Linked DNA regions of Mus musculus: region 2 is linked to region 1. Evidence: chromatin contacts called from public Micro-C data. All regions are on one chromosome and are shown on one strand. Each heading gives the region's core, a stretch centred on a gene start, on an enhancer-like site or on the middle of the called end of the contact. The rest is flanking DNA. Distances are from core to core; before and after follow the strand shown.

Region 1 (3,127 bases), core at 242-2,741:
AGATAGAGAGCTTCACACAGGCAGAGGCTTGGGAGATGGAAAGGGAGAAAGTCCCAAACATGCAAGAAGAAGAAGAAGTCTGCAGGCAAGGCACCTGGACAGGAAGATGAGGGTCCCAGAGAGAAGAGAGGAGAAGAGAAGGGAAGGATGAGACCCACCAAGAGACAGGGAGATACAGTTAGGGGAGAAAGAAAGAGCACAGGAAACCTGTAGAGATGGAGGGGATCCATAAAGAGAGATGGTTAGAGAGATGAAGACTGAGTGGGAAGAGGCAGACAGGCAGGAAGGGGAACAGGAAGGAAGGAAAGAAGATAGGCAGGGGGAGATAGAGGGGGCAGGGAGGAAGCCCCCACAGGACCAGCTCACCAAACTCGCAGACGAAGGCAAAGGTCTGTGTGCAATCCTCTAGGGCAGCCCACTGAGATGAAGGACCACTCCCGATGTAGCCGCAGCTCCCTGGGGCAGGTGTGGCCTGTCCTTCCTGCCAGTTGCTGTAGTTGACATTTGAGGTGTCCAGCCAGGTCCCAGAGCCTGAATGGAAGCAAGGGCAGCAGGGCTTGGCAGGGGTCCTCTCTTACCCTGCCTTACACAGAGTGTTTGACTGAACTCAGCTCCTCCTACGCCATAGGTGCTCAATCGATGGCTCTCTTTCCCCACACCAGAGAATGGGTGTGTCCTCACCATTAGTTTCATATGCTCAGACATAAACTGGACACCGTCTTGGAGCACCCATAAAAGGTGGTGCTACCTAGCCAGGAGTGACAGAAAGTAGAGCCCAGAGCATTCCATGATGCCCATGGGTAGATGACGCAGGGCATCTGCTCAAGCCATGTCTAGGCATGCGTGGAGTTCATTCTGAAGTGACTTGCATTGCTCCAGAAGTTTCTAGAGCCTGAGAAGGTGGTTGGAAGTGTTCAGGTGTGAGACTCGGCAACCTCCCGGGGAAGGTTTGCCCTCAGAATGTACGTACAGAGGCACTGCACCACAGAGAACATGAACTCCAGAACTAGAGAAATATAAGTGTGTTTTTAGACCACCCCCTCTGCTTGTTACTATACATGAATTATTTTAGCCAGTGCACCAAACAACTAATGGTCTCTTTGCCATGAAAATTAGAACATGTTAATTTGCCCCCTGGGGTTCTGAGTAAGAAGTAGTGATAAGAATTTTTATCAGACCCAGCTAAGCAGCACCTACCTCCCACAGTGCCATTGTGCCCCGAGCCTCCCGTGAGTCCGATCCACCATTCTCTGTCCTGGGTAATGTGCCTTTGCAGGAACTGCTGGGTGTCTTCATCGGGAATGAAGGCCAGATGGCCTCCGTGCCCTTCACACCAGCCCTGGGCGCCGGGGAAGGTGTGTTCCAGCGGCACAAACTCATAGCAAGCATCTCTGAAGAACACCTGGCTCCTTGAGCAGAGGCTGCCCCCTTCTGACTTAGCCACAGTGGCTCCACTGCTCAGTGCGAGCCCCAGGAACACCAAGCCTGCCATGGTCATCCTAGGACCACTGCCGGGGCTGCAGGGTGGAGATCGGCCCCCACTCCTTTATATGTTGCCATTCCCACAACCACCCACCATCCATCTTCCTTTCCAATTTTGCACCAAATAATAACTCTTGTTTATGGGACAAAATACACGGGGTGAATGTGTCTGTGTTTTGGTTTCACCCGGCAATTGTTCAAAGCCTGTCTGAAAAGCAATTCATGTTCAGATTTCTTGTAGAGGAAGATAAGGTTGCTATGATGCCTGTCTGACAGATTCTTTACTGTTCTTTTTTTCTTTTTGGGGGGAGCCATTACCTGAACGCCCAGTGTTTCTTCATGCGGGAGGTATGTGATACAACTCGCATAGAAGGTTAGTTATAGGATGGCACACATTCAGAGTGGTACCCTTATGCAGTCCTATTGTGTGGAAGGACATCTGCCCCCAGGTGATAACCGTCTTCCCGTCTCGTGGGACAGGCAGGTCCCCTTCCGACACATCATGTCATCATTTATGCTGACCGGAGGATAAAACATCCCTACAAGATTTATTTCATGTCATCAAATAACTTTTATAAACTATCCATCCTCAGCCATCACCCAGGCCGTCTGGAGTGTGGCCAGGATCTGTGGTAAAACGAAAAGCTCTTATCTTTGTACACAAGACTCTGTCTAGTCTGGCCCCGGACAAGATGTCAGTCCTTCCGGCCCACTTCTCCTCCTTCAGGGCTTAACTCAAAACTACTTCTTGAGACTGGGGAGATGACTCAGGGTAAAACACAAGCCACACAAGCCTGAGTTTGGTCCCCAGAACCCGGTAATAGTCCAGATGTGGTAGTGTGCGGATATAATCCCAGCACAGCAAGATTCTAGTAAGACATAACAAACAATCCTAAGGCAAGGTGGGAGGAAGGGACAAGCGTTCTGCAGGCTCTCTGCTGCCTCAGCTTCCTGCCGTAAAAAGATGTCATTACACCTCTACCTGTGTGTGTGTGAGTGTGTGTGTGTGTGTATGTCCCTGTGTGTCTGTGTTGTGTGTCTGTGTGTCTGTATCTCTGTGTGTGTCTGTGTGTATGTTTGTCTGTGTGTGTGTGTCTGTATGTATGTGTCTGTGTGTATGTCTGTGTCTCTGTGTGTGTCTGTGTCTGTATGTGTCTGTGTGTATGTCTGTGTGTGTGTGTCTGTATGTGTCTGTGTGTGTGTCTGTGTCTATGTGTGTGTGTGTGTGTGTGTGTCTGTGTCTCTGTGTATGTCTGTGTCTGTATATATCTGTGTTTGTGTGTGTATATGTGTGTGTCTGTGTCTATGTGTGTGTCTGTGTGCGTGTGTATCTGTGTCTATGTGTGTGTCTCTATATGTCTGTGTCTATGTGTGTGTCTCTGTATGTCTGTGTCTATGTGTGTGTGTGTGTGTGTGTGTGGCTCTGTGTATGTCTGTGTGTCTGTGTCTATGCATGTCTCGATGTGTGTCTGTGTGTGTGTGTCTGTGTGTGTGGAGAGGTCAGTCCCCCCTCTCCATGGGTTTCAAACTTCACTCCTCAGGCCTGAGCAGAGAACAGCTTGGATAAGTCAGTTCTCTCCCTTCCGCTGTGGGAGCCTTCACTCCCTGAATTGTCTCTCCAGCCTCCCGCTTCAGTTTCTGAGAG
Region 2 (3,003 bases), core at 320-2,819, 250 kb after region 1:
TGCTCGAAGCCCTGTGCTTCCTGTCCGTTCTCTGGGGTGTTCACAGTCATCCAAAACCAAGGAAATGGAGGCAGGGGAGGCTTAGCTACGCCCAAGGTCACAGTTTACACCTGTTTGAGCCGGGCTTCAAAGTGGAGGCCCAGAGTTCTGCCCTCACCGGCTTATCTACATTTACGCTGACTGTAAAAACTTCCTAATTATTAGACGCCAGTAAAACAGTTCACCTTTGGACTTGGGTAGAAAGCCATGCTCACGTGTGTGCTTATGTCAACATAAGGCTTTTACACACACACACACACACACACACACACACACACACACACACAGCTGTCTCCTAGAATACTGGTCATCACTGATTTGAAAATATTTCCTGAATGACCTCTTCTGCCAGGCCAATAAATTGAACCAGTAGATGGCTAGCTTGTTTGTAACCCTTTAGGTCTCTTTAAGTCCTGCTAATAGCTGTGAGCCTCCCCAGGGACTGGGGCCAGCTGCCCTCCACTCTGTCCCGCAAGGTACAGAGAGGCTCTGTGGAGCTAGGGAGGGGAAACCAGCGGAGAAAGCCCACTGCTGAGCCATGTGCCAGTGGGGGGCTTCCAGCCAGGTGTCTTGGGGACAGGGGCTGGCAACCATCCTCCAGACAGGATGAAGGCATCCCACAGGGGCACTGCGGATGAGTATAGGGTATGTCTGCCCGTACCCTTTCTCACCCTGCCTAGCCAGTCTTTCAATGATTAACTGTGAGACCTTGGCACCATGTGTCGCCTACCAGTGACAAGCAGAACTCACCTCTCTTGCTTGCAGTAATGATTCCAAACACACTGCCCTCCCCTCATCGCCCCCCTTCCCCGGCCGTAAGGCCTCTCTGTCTCTTCTGAGCCTCCTTTGCTCTCTTCTTAGACCTTTATGTCCCAACCATCTGAGAGGTTGGCCCTCCCCGCCTCTTCCATTTATTTCTTGTTTCCTGCCTTAGCACTTATCGGAAGTGAACAGGCCTGGTGTTTTTATTTTGTCCCTGTCTCCTCCCACTAGGAAAGCTGGGGTTTTTTTGCTTGTCATCCGTGTCCTCCCCACCCCCCACCCCAGATGACACACATTAGGTGCTCATTGAATAGCTGCACTGTGAACAACTGAATCCCCAGAGCTCTGCGGGCTGGGCTTGTTGAAGTCTGCCTGCTGAGTACAGGCGGCCACCGAGTGCCTGACTGTTCTTACTGATGTCACCCTACAGTTTCTGTGTGGAGGCTCCAGAGCACACAGAGTGGGGCATGTCTGTGCAAGACAGCGAGGAGGGCGCTAGCCTGAAGGAGGCGGAGGGCAGAGGTCTTCCCATCCCCGTCTCTGTCTGTCACTGGGAGACTGGGACACGGGGTGGGCTGGGGTGGCATCTTTTCATCTTGCCTCCTGCTCCCCCACCCCAACTCCCGACAAAGTAGGAGAGGTACCCCGTGGCTGCTAGCCTCCACTGTCCCCTTTGTGGATAAGAAGGGGCGTTTCTCTAGTCTGCGGCCACATGTCTGAGTCTGGCTTCCTGCACCTGGGCACGTCCCAGGCAGTCTGTGGCCAGGCTGTGTCTCCTGGCCAGGCCTTTCAGGAATGTACCCTTGCCAGGCTGGCTGTGAGAATAAGGCTGTGCCTGCTTGGTCATTCTGACGAGTGTGGGACGGTCCTTGGTGTTCTCACCAGAAGTGCAGAATCTCTGCAATTCTTTGTTGTTGTTTTTTGAATTGTATGGGTGTCTTTGTTGAAAAGCACTTGGCTAGGCTGTCTTTTTAAGTAGAGAACCCGTTGGTGTGTGCGTACATCTCTACTTTTATTCCATTTTTAGACAGGGTCTCTCATTGAACCTAGAGCTCACCAGTTTGGCCGGCTGCTCAGCAAGCCCCAAGACTCTTATTTACTACTTCTGTCACCAGGATGCAGTCATGTACTGCCCTGCCCAGCTTTTTTGTGGTTGCTGGGGATTTGAACCTGTGTCCTCATGCTTTGTTGGTAGACATTTTATTAACTGAGCCACCTGCCCTGCTGATCCCTTTCAGCTCTTCTTCCTATCAAGCAATGTCTGTCTGTCTGTCTCTCTCTCTCTCTCTTTCTAAGCTTCTTGATTTTTGTTTAAAAATATTTATATGTAGAGAAGTTTTACATTTTTTCCCAGTTGTCAGAGGCTTGTGTGTCTTAATTAGTTAATTAGTGGCTTAGAAAATTGTTCTAATTAGAAATGGTTTGAGTATATATGTGTGCCGCCTGAGTGTACGTCCACGTACCATGTACATTCGGTGCTTGCAGAGACCAGAAGAGGGCATCAGACTTCTGGGAACTGGAGTTGAAGATGGTTGTGAGCTGCTGTGTAGGTGCTGGGTCCTTAACCCGGAACCTTTTGCAAGAGCCAATCTCTCTAGCTCCAACTCCTCCAAGTTTTAAGGTCAAGCAAGCATTACTTGTTCTTAAAAAGGGGGATTTGGCCGATGTTAATCTAGAGCTGTTTTGCTGTAAGGAGCGAGGCACCCCCCCAGTTAACTTGAGTCACTCCTATTTTCTGTTTCTCTGCAGCTTTGGGCCATCGCTACTCTCTGTCCTCTACAGTTCTTCCAGGACTCCCGGGGACTGTTATTGCCCAGGACTCACTGGCCTTGCTTTGACACTGTGCTATTTTGCTTATTCCGCATTCACAGTATTTTTTAGTTGAATTCTTTCATATGAAACATGAAGGAATAGAGGGGTCAAGTCACTTGCCTGAGGTCACACAGCTAGATGGAGTGGCTCTCCCTGTTACCTGTTGTGCCTCTCCCTGTTGGCTGTGTGTCCTGGCCAACCTAGCCAGTCCCTGGGTTACTTCTTGGTGTTTCTTATTCCTTATGGAATGCTATTTCTATTTTAAAAAGAAATACTTGGCTGGGCAGTGGTGGCGCATGCCTGTAATCCCAGCACTTGGGAGGCAGAGGCTCTGAGTTTGAGGCCAGCCTGGTCTACAGAGTGAGTTCCAGGATACAAGCACTGGGGTCT

The links. A called contact is a pair of places that touch in the nucleus more often than the background predicts.
Region 2: a contact with region 1 is called in a Micro-C map of the G1E-ER4 cell line, with 2.0 times the contacts expected there. The contact joins the enhancer-like site here to the promoter of Pkd1l2 in region 1. A contact is called at or near these places in 4 of 39 promoter capture datasets (the 3T3-L1 cell line, the HPC-7 cell line and hippocampal neurons), 2 of 484 Hi-C or Micro-C datasets (both in the G1E-ER4 cell line) and 3 of 115 datasets of contacts at active chromatin or transcription factors (bone marrow-derived macrophages, effector CD8 T cells and pancreatic cancer cells).

What each region holds. Positions count from the first base shown.
Region 1 is chr8:117,080,958-117,084,084 of GRCm38.p6, forward strand. Pkd1l2 (polycystic kidney disease 1 like 2) reads right to left here and starts at 1,492. Exons shown (of 43, transcript NM_029686.4): 1 at 1,198-1,492; 2 at 367-531. The coding sequence starts at 1,492.
Region 2 is chr8:117,334,077-117,337,079 of GRCm38.p6, forward strand. All of the region lies in intron 1 of Cmip (c-Maf inducing protein), which reads left to right. Among named protein-coding and RNA genes, the nearest start is that of Gm51554, 20 kb to the left of the region's middle. Within about 2 kb of position 1,570, at least 119 of the 459 cell types and tissues checked have an H3K27ac peak or open chromatin away from gene starts, as enhancers often do. A contact at or near this core is called in the G1E-ER4 cell line and pancreatic cancer cells, where this site is marked.